Linked DNA regions of Arachis hypogaea: region 1 is linked to region 2. The links are chromatin contacts, called in public Hi-C maps. All regions are on one chromosome and are shown on one strand. Each heading gives the region's core, a stretch centred on a gene start, on an enhancer-like site or on the middle of the called end of the contact. The rest is flanking DNA. Distances are from core to core; before and after follow the strand shown.

Region 1 (6,781 bases), core at 2,493-4,992, 290 kb after region 2:
TGATGATTGCATGCCATCTATTTGTTAAAATCACGCAACCAAACTCATCTAATTTGTGAATTATGACATTATCCATTGTCAATACAAGTATAATTGTGTTAATGTCACTAATTTGCGCATGTATGTATTTGTATAATAAAATATTGTACATTCTAGTAGAAACTTCCGTTCTTAGCTACGTTTTTACGTTCTTGCAACACTCTCTCGTGGTTGTGTAGGAGCTCGCCCTTGAAAACCTTGTTGGGCATATTAAGTTGGACTCAGTGAGGCACTTCTTTGCTCTGGTGAGCATGATATATGCTGAAAAGTATTTCGAAATAAGTTTTATTGCTGTTGAGTACATTCTGAACAAAATTACTATTATTCTTTTTGCAGCCATGGGAGAAATGAATTGGATTCAGCGTAAGATCTTCCTCTACAATGTTACTTTTGGCCTTTATATGTTGGATTGGTGGGAACGCTGTACTTTTAGTATCCTCTATTGCAGTCTCTTCTACATGGCTTTTACCTCATTTACATTTTTTCTTTTTCTTTTTTCAACTGATCTAAAACTCAAATCATTTCTAGATATTTATGTGCGAGAAATGTGTGTCTTTTATGCCAAGAAAAGATAAATGAAACCATATTGGAGATACTTTACCATTTTGGATCATTTTAATTTAGATAATTTTTTTTCTTTCCAAAAGTTATTTCAGAACATTATTCGACAAAAAGCGCAAAGTTGAGTTCCTTGAATTCATGTGCAATCTTGTCTGTTGTGGTACTGCTTGTATATGTTCCTAAACTTTTCCAGATATTTTGCTGATTGTATTAATGTGGTTCGTGATACGATATGTTACTGAGTTCTTCAGGAGGTGAGTGCAATCCATTTCCTCCCTTCTAATATGTATTTTAATTATTGTAAATTTACCTAGCATTGCGAGATAGCCTTTTATTAAAAATTTAGCAAGTTAGTATCCATTTTTCACATGTCTTTCGCCAAATTCGCAAGTAAATGTGGATTCTTTGTAAAGCAACCCCTGAAGCCCTTTTAATATAGAATTACATTTAAAATGCTCTTCAAAATGATTTTATTGCTGAAGCTATACATAAACTGTTTTTGGTAACAATGCTAGCAATCTTTTGCTACTTTCTTCAGTACTAGAAAGATTGCTCTTGCTCCACCAGTTTGACCAAATTGTGTAGTTACATTTTAATCGCAGGTATGTGTTCAAGCAGTATATGTAGATGGTGACTTCATGATTCATATTAGTTGCATTTAGTGTAGCTGACTAGGAAAATATCCTGTAGCAGTTTGATATGAACTGACTTTGGAGTTTCTTCAAGCTCTCAACAGAAATTGCGCATCTCATGCCTGTTGTGCACCGTCGTTAATCTTATATTTTTGACATTCGCTTGCTTGTTAGATTGTATTATGTGGGATGATAATTGCGTTACTACGTTATAATAAATTTTTTGAGAATTTTTACTACTGTGTTTGAACTTTTTGAGAATTTTTACTACTGTGTTTGAACTATTGAAAATTTAAAATGTGAGATCCTCTTTAAAGCCATAGAAGGTTTCATTGAAGATCCATATTTGAAATGTATCAGGTGACTGAAGCTAACGAAATTTGTTTTGATCTCGTAAGATTTTCTTTCTAAATTGAAGACAGCTTAAAGAGAAAAGGAAAAAGACAACGATAATATATGTAAGCTAATAATGTTATCAATTTAACATAATCTCGCACAATTTGACAAAAGCCTCAAATTTTTTAACTATATAAACCCTAATTCAAATTTCTTAGTGCCCATATATATCCACCACCCAAAATCAGAAATATGAGTAATTATTGAATTAAAAAATTACTTTGAAGTCTCAATAATTATTGAAATTTGAAAATGGAAGAGTTTCTCTCCACTTACTAAATGAAACTCTTTGATGGAATAGTGAGAATATAAACAGATGATATAAGACAAGATGTAGATATCTCTTGTTGTAAACATGATAAAAGAATAAAAACAAGATCAATAAAACATGCTATGTTTAAAATTTTTATGCTTTTTAACAAAAAAATTATAGAGTAAAGGATATTTTCGTCCCTGACTTTTTTTTTTGCGGACATTTTTGTCCTCAAGGAATGGAAAATACATTCAAGTCCCTGACCCCTGAAAAACGTAGACATTTATATCCTTCCGTTGAATTCAGCCGTTTGCATTGGACGGAAAAGGATGAGCTGGCAGAGGTGGCACTGAGGTGGCCGTAACGAAGGCCAGGTGGCATGGAGCATTTCGTAACAGGACATATAAGTCCTTGGAGACAAAAACGACACCGTTTTTGTAACCTCCCCCAATCCTGTTTCGAATTTCTCTGCCTTTTCTTTTTCCTTCGTTCTTTTTCCCTTCCATTCTTCCTGCCTTCATCACTGCCGCACAGCGGCACCTCCGTCAGCCACCATCAACGCTGGCGACCTCCTCCTTCCTCTCTTTTCGCGTCTTCTTTCCTTTCTCACTCCCTTACTCCCATTAGTCTCTCTCTCTTCTCACTTTCTCTCATCTCTCTCTCTGCGAAGCTGACCCTAGAGCATGATTTTTCTTCAATCAAGAAGAAAATGTATACCTTATTTGGAAACTACTTATAAATCAATGGGAAAAATGTATCAAAATCGTACATAGATGATTTGTTCTATTTGGAATAATCAACAATGAATATATGTGGAATAGCTTTGTAATATACAAATAAATTGAATGTTACAACTAAGTTAGATGATGCACCTGACTTACCCAGCTTTTCGGGATCGCGCATCTCATGCCTAGTATCAACCAAAAAAATGCTTCCAACACTCATCACTTTTTGACCTCTTTAAGTAACAAGTGAGTGATACTAGCCACTTAAAATCTTCCTATATTTCTGAAATGACAAACAGGATTTCATGTTGTATGACTTCACTTCCACTATTTGTAGGATCAAAGCAAAACATGTGTTCCATTTCATGTTTATGCATACCTTCCCATTTTGTTTCAAGCATGTAGCAGGTGCTTGTCACACACCAATACTCTATAACTAGCATGAGGCCCCTCAGATGTATCTCTCAATGTGACTTGCCACCCCATTGCCTTGGCAATGTCTTGAATTTCATCCATGATGGCAATAGAATCGCGGATGTATACCCGTCCTCCTGGTCTTAGTATTCGGTCCATCTCAAGCATAATAGATGACACATTGCATCTGATAAGAGAGAAATCCAACACATAGACATTATCAATACTGGACTTTGCAGTCGAGCAGAGCGATCATAAAATAGTTATTTCCTAAGCTACTATTACGAAAGATGAATATCGGATTGGATATTCAAACCACAATTCTCATTTTTCTCATTATTAACAGAAATAGTGTAATGATTATAAGCCAGGAGGAAAGATACAAGCTTGATAAGAAAAGAAAAAGGTACCTTTTGCGCTCTGCAGAAAGAAGGTTGGCAGCATGCAGAAAATCATAGGTTCTTGGGTAGGTGTCAAATGCTTCACACCTAAATTATAAAAATTGCAGAATATTACAAAACACTAACAAGATCGCAAAAGTAATTTGGGGGAATTGATATAGAGGCTCTTTCAGTACATGGAATTGGGAAACCTCAGTACCACAAGGTGAACATTTGTATTTAATATATCTTAAGTAAGTTTTGTTAAATACCAGTCATGCATAACTCCCATCAATCCACGGTCGTAGATAACTGGCAAGGTATTTGTGCTACTAACAGGAACAACATTTGAAGGTTGTGGTAGGCTTAGAGAAGGGGGGTTGAATCTATGCCTTCCTTTTTAGTTGCTGTTATTACCTTTTTTAACAAATATGCAATTCTGATTCTGTTTGAACTCAGCAGCGGAAATTTATGAGACAATTTATTTTGGTCTCATGAATATCAGAAAACAGAACACAGCAGAGAAGAGAAAAGCTAACACCAGCATGTATCCTGGTTCGGTTGCCTTGTGCTATGCAACCTACATCCAGTCTCCTCCACAACTATGGAAGAATTTCACTATAGTTAACAGTATTACATACACCAATAACTCAAGATTGACCCAATCCTTTCACACTCAAGTTCTAACCTAACTTGACCTTGGCTATGCTAATACCTAACTATTCACTCTTAGTGCTAACCCAACTAAGAAAGGGATACCTCACAGGTACAAGATACAAGACATAAACACACCTAAAGAAATCTGAAAATAACTCTAGGCTTTTCTCTCAAGTGTTTCACTCAGCCTTTTTCCACTCATGGCTTTTTTACTTGAGTTTTCTCACAATGCCTTTTCTCACTAGAAATTACAGAATGATAAACATTGAAAAGAACATTACAATCAGTAAAACATGAAGGAGATTGACTTCATCAACAGCCTCTGTGCTATGCGAAAAACCAGATTAGCAAGCATCTGATTCAGTTCTTCATACTGGCGGAATGCACCTTTGATTAGGTTACACTGTCCAGTTAGTTGAACTTCTTCAAAGAACTCTCTTAGAACAATAACCTCTATTCACTGGTTTTCTCTCCTTGCTTTCTGAATGAACAGCAAGCTTCTTATATCTCCTTGCATGTGGCTGAGTTCTTCTTCCAAGGTTAACACCTTGAGCCTTGAGCTTCACCAACCCACAAGCTTACTTTTTCTTCTCAAGCATCAAAGTAGAACCTTTGCTTCTGACTTCTCCAACTTGAACGAAAGCCACAAAACAGTAACAATAGAAATCTTCTTATGGTCAACTTGATCTTAGCCATTGAAAAACTACTTGGTCCCCAAGTATCACTTGTGACCGTAGATGTGAAGCAGAATAGGGCAGAGAACAACTTTTCCTTGAATGCCATTTTCGGGTAGTGCAGAGAGTTGGGAAGAAGGGATGAAGATCTGATGCATGCAAGATGAGATGGATTACCTTTCTTAAGCTTGATTTAGTTTGGATTTTCTGTTTTAGCTTCTGTGCTTCAAGCTTTAACTCTCTCTTTCTTGCTTCTTTGGTTACTGGCTTAGGGAGAAAGCTTTTTCTCTCTTTCTCTTTCTTACTTTTCTGATGCCATGATTTGACTTGATTAGAGAGGAGAGGAACGTTGCTCACTTTGGAGGAGTGAAGAATTCAATCTTACAAGAGAAGCTTTGTGGGATGGATACGGGTTTGGATTATGTAACCCATTTGGCCCGATTTGATTTCTTAGGCTTCTTTCTTTGCTTTTGCTTGGGCTTTTAATTTTTTCTTTCAGCCCAATATTCTTTGCTGATTTCTTTTTATTTCATTTGGGCTATTAACATTTGGCCTGCAATAATAAACAATTAGTTAATAAGTAAATATAATTAATCAACACTAATTATTTATTTTGCCCAAAAATAATGTTTGTCATCACTAATTAATTTAGTTAATTTCTTAACTCAACAATCTCCCCCTTGATGACAAACATGATTTAAGCAATAATCAAAAAGGAAATGAGTTTGAGTCAGGTTTAGAAAACTCCCTTTGATTTTTGTCATTTGCTTTTATGTTGCTCCCCCTTTCCTTTTCAAGGTTAGCTCCCCCTGAATTTATGCTCTTCTCTTCTTTCCTGTTTACATATACTTATATGGAACTAAACAGATGCTATGTACTAACCAAAAGTATAGCAAACAGTGATAGTTTAAATGGCCAAAATAGAGCTTTAATACATCAGGGTCAGAATCAGATAGCAACATATCATAATCAGCCCAACATCAAGCTATTACCATCAGCAAACAGATTCAGCATGTGAAAACAAGTATTAATGCAGCAAAGATTATTCAACATGTAAACTCAAGTATAGATGCAGCAAAAATCCCAAAAAAATTACTAGGGTCCTATTGCTATTACTCCCCCTTTTGTCATCAAGGGCGGATAATAAACAAGATCAACAAAAAAAAAGTCTTGTATCCTACAGAAAAGAGTTAGAGCACAGTTCAAAGTGCTAACTAAACTACCAAAGGTGCAGTAATATCCAGAGTCATTACAGTCATCCAAAATGAAACAGTTTAAAAGAACTAAAGAAGCAGCATTCATGAGACAAAAAAAAGTAGCAATAACAGTTTTTATGAGACAAATCCTAGGCATCAGAACCATTCCCCTCCGAAGCGGCTTCCTCTTCAACATCCGTGGCAATGTCTTCATCATTTTGAAGGTTGTCAATGAAGATCATCAGTACAACCACCCTATCCCTTGATTTCTTCAGAAAGTTCTCATGCTTGCTAGCCAGCTTCCTTTTCTCTTTGCTCAATTCAATCAAGTGATTTGATTGGGAGACAAACTCTTGAGCAACATCCCTGACCACATTCAGCATAGTGGATTTCTTCCCAGTAGAGATGGAAGTACCCTCAGTGGAAGGAGCAGTAGAATCATTAGGAATGAAATCTTCATCATCATCATCTAGAACCACTCTCTCAGATCGAGTTGGTCCTTTTTGCTGTTTCACTGAACCACCTCCCTTTAGATATGAATGTCTATTTTCATATTTCTCATTGGTCAAGTCAACACCAAAATACTCAAAAATTCAAATTAGGAACATGCCATAAGGAAGAGCTTTGTCCTTTTCACTTCTAACAGATTCAAACATGTATCTAACCATCAAATATGCAAATGAAATTTCAGTTTTGGTGAGAAGGGCATATAAAACAAGAGTATCAGTGTAGGAAACCCTTTGATATGAGCCGCTTTGAGGCAGAATAATATGATTGACTATTCGGTGCAGTTGAGCACGCTCATATCCTAGGGCTTTGTGAGTGGGTGTAATGCCATCTATTAAAGAGATATG
Region 2 (7,360 bases), core at 4,640-7,139:
ACTTTTCTTGTCATTTAATTTCTTGCCCTCTTATCAATCAAACCCCCTTTACCCCTTCATAGCCAATAATCATTCACTTCATTGTAATTCCTCATGAGACGACCCCGAGTCCAAAATACTCCGGTTATTTCTTATTTGGGGTTTGTTCTTTGTGACAACCAACTCAAATTAAATTTGATTTGAGGATTGACTATTGGTTTGGACTATACTAACAACGGAATTATTTTGTAGAATTTCGAACCGGTATAAATCCTTGTGTCATCGTTCTCCCTAGGAATTGCAATAAAGTGTCTTGTTATTGGTTATGAGTTATGTTTGGGGTTTTTGAGATTTTAGACAAGAAAAGTAAATGGCAATGAAAATAAACTAATAACTATGAAAGCTCTTGGCAAGGTTATGAGAATTGGAAGTCCTATCCTCATTATCCTCCTCAATTGTGATGAGAATTGTCCATTGCTAACACTTAGTTAACCTCTAACCATGGAGGAAAGTCAAGTGGATGAATTAACTTGATTCCAGAAGTCCTAGCCAACTCCCAAGGGAAAGACTAGCTTTAGTGGTTTCCAAATCAATTAGCAACTTCTAATTATCAATCAACAAAGGAATTAGATAATTCAAGCGTCACTAATTACTCTACCTAGGCCAAGAGGGATAAAATCTATACTAAAATCCAACCAAGCATTTCATCAAACACTTGAAAGGCACAAAAGAAAAGCATAGTAAATTGAGACAAGAATGAAATCTAACAACAATTGAATGTAAGAATCAATAACAACAATCAAAAGAAACACAATTATCATGAATTACCTCAAATTGAATTGAAAGAAAATAGAATGAACCAAAGTAGATCTACAAACAAAGTAGAAAAAATTATAACAAACAATAGAAAAATGATGAATGTAACAACAAAGAATTCAAGAGTAGAAGTAGAGGAAAGCATGTATTAAAACCTAAATCTAAGAACTAAACCTAATCCTAATCCTAATCCTAGAGAGAAGTAAGAGCTTCTCTCTCTAAAACTAAACTAAAACTAGCCTAATGTATGTGTATGAATGTCTATATGATGCCTTCCCCTTCATTCCTTGGTCTATTTAGCCTTTTTCCGCCAAAAACTCAGCTCCAAATAGGGCCAGAAACCCTCCAAAATCGCCAGGCACGAGTTCTTCTTTAAAAATCACGTGCGGCCTTCAGCGCGTACGTGTACAGTGCGCGTACGCGTCCCTGGGGTATTTCGCAATCCGCGCGTAGGCGCATAGTGCGCGCGCGCGCCCATGGAATTTTTTCAAATCTTTGGCTTTTCATGATTTCTCCACTTTGTATGCTTTCCTTTCACTCATTTGATCCTTTCCTAGCCCTTTTCAACCTGAAATCACTAGCAAACACATCAAGGCATCTAGTGGAATCAAAGAAAGATTAAAACTATCAAATTAAAGGTCCAAAAAGCATATTTTCACATCTAAGCACAAGTACGGAAACAATCACAAAATCATGCTATTTCATTAAATAAATGTGAGGAAAGGTTATCAAAATGCTCTAAATTCAACACAAGATAAACCCTACAAAGGGGGTTTATCAACGACCGACCTCTCGCACCACCACGGGGATAGTGCCGATAGTGATTCTTCTGAAGGGTGCAAGGAGGAGGAGTTTATACCGGAGATCCCCGCTGAGCCTGCAATGCGCCATGTCTTGCCTCCACCCCACCCAATTCTGGCGCTATCAGTAATACCAAGTGAACTACAATTCTGGCGCTATCGGTAGTACCAAGTGAACTACAGTATTCGCAGGTCTGCTGAGTACCGGTGATCGAGTCGAACCGATTAAAGCATAGTTATCAAATCCGGACCGGCCAGAAAACTGGTGAACCGAATCCTAAACCGGTCCGGGTTAACATTTGAACCGGATAAACAAACCGGTCAAACTCGGTCTAAACCGAAACTCGAACCGGAACGGGTCAACCGCTGATGTCAGCATCACTTAATTTCAAAAATTGAGAATATACACTAGGCGCTGCTGCTGGGGTTCAAACTTGAGTTATTCAAGTTGCAAAAGAGCCCTTGCAACCACTGGGGCAAGTTTTCTCTTTGTGTTATATGGTGTGTTTTAATAAATATATTACTAACTATTAGACATATCCTAATTAATCACTTGTGTATTAATTCTTTTAGCCATATAAATTTAATATATTTTTTATTTTTTTATTCTAATGGATAGTATTCATATTAATTTATTTTATTTTTTATTTTATACTTACTTTTTTAAAAAAAGAATTATTTTTTAATTATATATAATTATTAAAATAAAAATTAAACTTTGTTAAATATCTTTAAATTAAAAAAGATAAGCAAAAAATTTTTATTAATCAATGATATATTTTTGTTTTTGATAATTATATAACATCTATTAATACTAATATTTTTAACATATATTTAAATAATGTAATAGATACTAATTAATTAATGAATTAGAAAATAAGTTAATTTGATATAAAAAATTAAATTTTATATAATTAATTAATTATGACCGGGTCAACCAGTTGAACCTTTGACAGAACCTCGGATACTGGTGAGTGCAAATTTAATTGAACTTTTGAGTACTTCTGTGCAATATATTTAGTAGTTTTGAAATATGCCTGAGTCAATGCTTTTCTATTGCGTTAGGGAGGTCCGGAGGGTTGGTGGAGCGCACAATTGTTTAGCACCCACCATGTCCCGAGACCATCGACAGTTGGATAGCAGTCTCATCTGCAAGGTCATACTACCGTTGATATAATCCAACCTCTCTGTCAGCATCACGGTCCTGCAAGGTACGGTCAGAGCGAGCTATCACTTTAAACCCTCCTACAGCAAGGTGTGAATGGCGAAGCAGAAGGCAATTGCACAGATCTACGGGGATTAGGAGGAGTCATACAACAAGGTGCCGAAACTACTTCAGGCACTGTAGAGCTGTTTTCCCGGCACCATTTGTGAGCTATGGGACGGACCATACTACGATGGACACCTTCTGGTCCGCGACTGTAGCATGTTCGATAAAGTATTTTGGGCTTTCCCATCCTGTGTTGAGGCTTTCAAGCATTGTAAACCGTTTTTTTTGTCGATGGCACGCATCTGTATGGCAGATACGGTAAAGTGTTGCTTATAGCGGTGGCACAAGACGGCAACAACAACATCATGCCTATTGCTTTTGCCATTGTCGAGTCCAAGAGTACCGAGTCATGGTCGTTCTTCCTTACTAATCAGAGACGCCATGTCACCCCACAAGACGGCCTACTGGTTATCTCCGATAGATTGCAGGCCATCAATGCCGCCCTCAGTGCCGATGACAGTGGTTGGCATCTCCCTAAAGCCTCACGCTTACTGTATCAGACACATGGCGGTGAACTTTATGACTCGTTTTAAGTCAGCCGAGGGTAAGAGATACCTTATAAACACTGCTTACACTGTTTTTAAGTATTTTAAAGCTTTTGTAATAGGATCTTTTTAGTATAAAAAATATTAAAGTTAAATAAATATTTCTTTCTAAGTTAAAGATATTCCTAATTAAGAACATATTTACATCTTTAATTACTTGCTTTTTCGAAGAATAGTATTCTGTTCATTTTAATATATTTGATACTAAAAAAAACCTAACTAGAAGATTATAATAAGTAGTAACAACCTACTACAGATAAAATAGAGTTCTAAACTAATAACTATGTCGTAGCAATAACCTACCACTATTAAATAGAGTTCTAAATTTCTACAAGCGACCTATTCTTAACTCTACAAACTATACTCTAGTTCTTTGCGACTACCCTAACCATGGGTACATACAAAAATATGTCTATAGAGGATTGCACAAAATTTAACACAGCAAAACTAACCTCAAAGTCGGCTGCCCCGGCGTAATTCGAAGTTTCGTTCAGCCTGTTGATGTCTCCATCGTTACCAACTGCGCACGTCATCGTCGTATGTATTGATAATATGATTAGAAAGAGGTAAAAGAGACGATAATAAAAGAGGGGTATTTATTTCGGTAATAATTTTTTAAAATATTTATTTCAATAATTATTATAATTAATTTATTTATTAAAAATAAAAAATTTCTATATTAATAAGTTTATATTTATCATATTTTTCAAATATTCAGAGAAAAAGAATAAAGACAATAATAACAGAAATCTAAAATATATTGTAACGAATAGAAAAATAAATCAGACGTTCGTTTTTTCCGTTTTCTCTTGCTTCATGCATCTGTTCACAGCACTATAATTGCATAATTATTCATATTACTTCTTATTATATGTTTGTATTAGGATTAACTAACAAAATTCATTTAAAACCCCATTATACACTACTTCTCTATAAGCCAAACATTTTCGTTTTTTTCTTTTCATCTGCATCCCATGTTATGATTTTTTTTTCTAAATGTTCACTTTTAAATGTATCGTTAGTTTATTTTAAACATTTTTTATCTACTCAAAAGACAAAACAGATAATTATATTGGCTCAACCTATATGCACCTAACCAACTAATTAGAATGCTTTTTGTAATTACTTGAATACACTCACTATGCCAAAAAAAATTCAGTCCATCATCACAATCCGTTATTATTAATTGTTAATTAGTGTTAATCTACTTCATCTTCAACGAAAACCAACGCACTCCTCTACATGATAATTATTGTACACGTCCTGCACAATACTGCAACAATAAAAATGTTTTTTTACATATACCTGTCAAGATTTTACAATGACATCACATTTCTACATGTGTAGAAATCATGTATGCTTCTACACCAGATAATTCACTAGCAGAAGAATCAAATGACCAAACAGTGTACCTAATGTGAAAAATTTGATTAGATCGAAACTCTTAGGTGTTTGAGAATAAGTCTTAGAGAGTTATTCTTTCAAGCCATGAAACTCGCTAATGAATTCAGAAGGCATCAAATCTATTTTTATCTCGTATTCTCAGGGCTGGTAATGGGTAGAGTATGTTAAGGTTTGGACTCTACCTAACTTTATTTACGGGTTAATTTTTTTTTTAAAATTTGATCCAATTCTATCTGCGAATTGAGAATCTCTCAATCCTAACTCTAGCCGCATCCTAAAGTTTTAAACTCTATCTTACTTGTTATTTGTAGAAAAATAAAATTTTTTTAAACAAATATAAAACTCAACCATTCTAAATTTCATACATATTAATAAAATAGAAAATAAAAAATAAGTTTAAATTAAAATTAAAAACAATATAAAATTTTAAAAAACCTAATATAAAATTACAAATAATATAATTATCAACTAATTTAGTGGTTATTTCAAATTTTTATAAAAGAAAAATTGTGCTTTTAACATTCTTTTTTTTTCATTACATACATAATTTTTAGATATTGTGCGAATAAGATTCGATAGAGTATATCCTAAATTCGTACCTTATTCTATTCGCAGACAAACTCGCACTGCACTCTATTCTATCCACAACGAGTCGAATAAATAACCCTATTCGAATGAATTGGTCCGAATTAAATAACCGCAGATAGAATATATATTACAAGTAGTACTTATTCTCATGAGCTCAACCATCATCTCTCTTTTTGTAGAACTGTCATAAAGATTTTTTTTGAAAAAGCTCCATTTCTTGAGTATTGTGCGTTTTATACCACTTGGACAGGTATAATGCTTATTTTCATTTTTTATTAACTCTATATAAAAAAATTTGATTAATTATTGATAATCAAAAAATTAAAAATAAAATTAAAATTAAAATTTAATTCCAATGTTAAAAATAAAATTAAAAATTAAAAATAATTTTAAAATTTTTGATAAAATTTAAAAAATATATTTTTTTTTGGTAACTTAAAAAAAATTCTTTACCCTTAAAAAAATCAAAAGAAACCCTATATGATCTGAACCCGCCCCAACTACCCTTTGCTCTTGCTGCTGCTACTACTACCTTCCTCTTCTCCCCTTCCTTTCCCCCCCTCTGTTTTCCCACTCGGCCAGAGTCAGCGCCTCCGGCAATTGTAGCTACGTTTTCCACGTCTCCTCCTGCTCCGTTCAACTCCAGCGTCTCCGTTCTCACACTCACACAGTCACACTAGCCTCCAAGAGAGATCAGAGAAGAGAGAACTGGTTCGCCTCCTGCGTCCGGGCTCGTGCTTTTGAATCCGCCTCTGCCTCTGGTTCCTCCGCCCGCGGCTGCTTCGTTCGCCTCCTGCGTCCCCTTCTGTTTCCGCCGCTGCTTTTTGTCCTGCTCGGCTGCTCCGCTCGTGCTTCTGAGTCTGCTTCTCCTCAGCTGTCCTGTTTCTGGTTCGTTCTTTTTCTATTTTCTCTAATTAGTATATTTAGTTGCTTTCTAATAATGTGTTTGTGCAGATATATGGTTTTGAGTTTTTGGTGTTAATAGCTTAGAAGGTGAGAGCAGATGTAATAGGCAAATAGTTAGAGTTATGATAATTTGTCTTATGGTTCAAGGTGTGAAAACTGGAAGTGGCAAATAGAATTATGTCACTGTTAAGTGAGTGAGGGAGAGACAAAATTGGTGAACAGAATCAGTTCAGATGTCTTATGAAATTTTACGAAAATAGATACTGTATACCTAATTTGATATGCCTAGTGTTATCCTATTGATGGTTTTTGTTGTTTGATTTATTTTTGTTGTTGAGCTGCGTTTTTCTCTTTCTTTGAACTTGTATGACATGGTCGTTGGACTGCTACTGTGCTCTCTTAGAGCTTCTGCTAACCATAAAAAAAAGGCAAATAGGTTATGGTGTTGCTGGGTTTTGTTCTGTTTTGGTTATTTTGGTTATTTTGCATAGGTACTGCTCCTGAGTCCTGACCAAGTTTATTCTTGGATCCTAGCTCCACTGTTGTAGATATTTTTTCCTTTAAGTATATAAAAAAAGTATATAAAATGTTATTTTTATTTTATTATTGTATCAAACAAAAGGAAATGCTAATCTTGGTAGTTTATTATCTTTTTTGCATTAGTTATGTCTAACAATAATGACTCTGATTTCCGCAGGGAAACCAATTCCAGGAGCTTAGAGCTCCACAGTGAAATATACCACTGCCAGAGTGAATGCACCATTGTTAGCTCTGCTGTGGTGAAATTAGGTTTAAGTTGATTTAGGAGAAGTGAATTTTCGCCATGAGAGGAGGAAGGAAGAATTTGAAGAGAGCAACGGAGGAACGGCACATTACCCTTCAAGATGGTCAATCCATCATGCAGGTTGTCTCTCTCCGTGGCTCCAATCTCATTGAGGTACTTCTTCACAACTTCTACATCTTCGAAATCATCTTTTCATATCACTTTTGTTTTGATCCATGAACCTCGTAACATTCTTATCCATTCAAATCTTTTAAATGGATGGTTATCT

What was found. A called contact is a pair of places that touch in the nucleus more often than the background predicts.
Region 1: a Hi-C map of an unstated tissue shows a contact between it and region 2, with 5 times the contacts expected there. The contact joins the promoter of LOC112729224 here to the promoter of LOC112727286 in region 2. A contact is called at or near these places in 3 of 8 Hi-C or Micro-C datasets (leaf and an unstated tissue).

What each region holds. Positions count from the first base shown.
Region 1 is chr12:33,324,598-33,331,378 of arahy.Tifrunner.gnm2.J5K5, forward strand. It overlaps LOC112729224 (probable methyltransferase PMT11), which reads right to left and starts at 3,743. Exons shown (of 3, transcript XM_072210447.1): 1 at 3,673-3,743; 2 at 3,431-3,508; 3 at 2,594-3,207. The coding sequence starts at 3,692. The coding sequence ends at 3,000. LOC112727288 (a long non-coding RNA gene) reads left to right here. Exons shown (of 6, transcript XR_011868462.1): 3 at 219-284; 4 at 376-471; 5 at 794-854; 6 at 1,203-1,471.
Region 2 is chr12:33,032,908-33,040,267 of arahy.Tifrunner.gnm2.J5K5, forward strand. It overlaps LOC112727286, which reads left to right and starts at 5,890. Exons shown (of 5, transcript XM_025776968.2): 1 at 5,890-6,290; 2 at 7,006-7,245. The coding sequence starts at 7,132.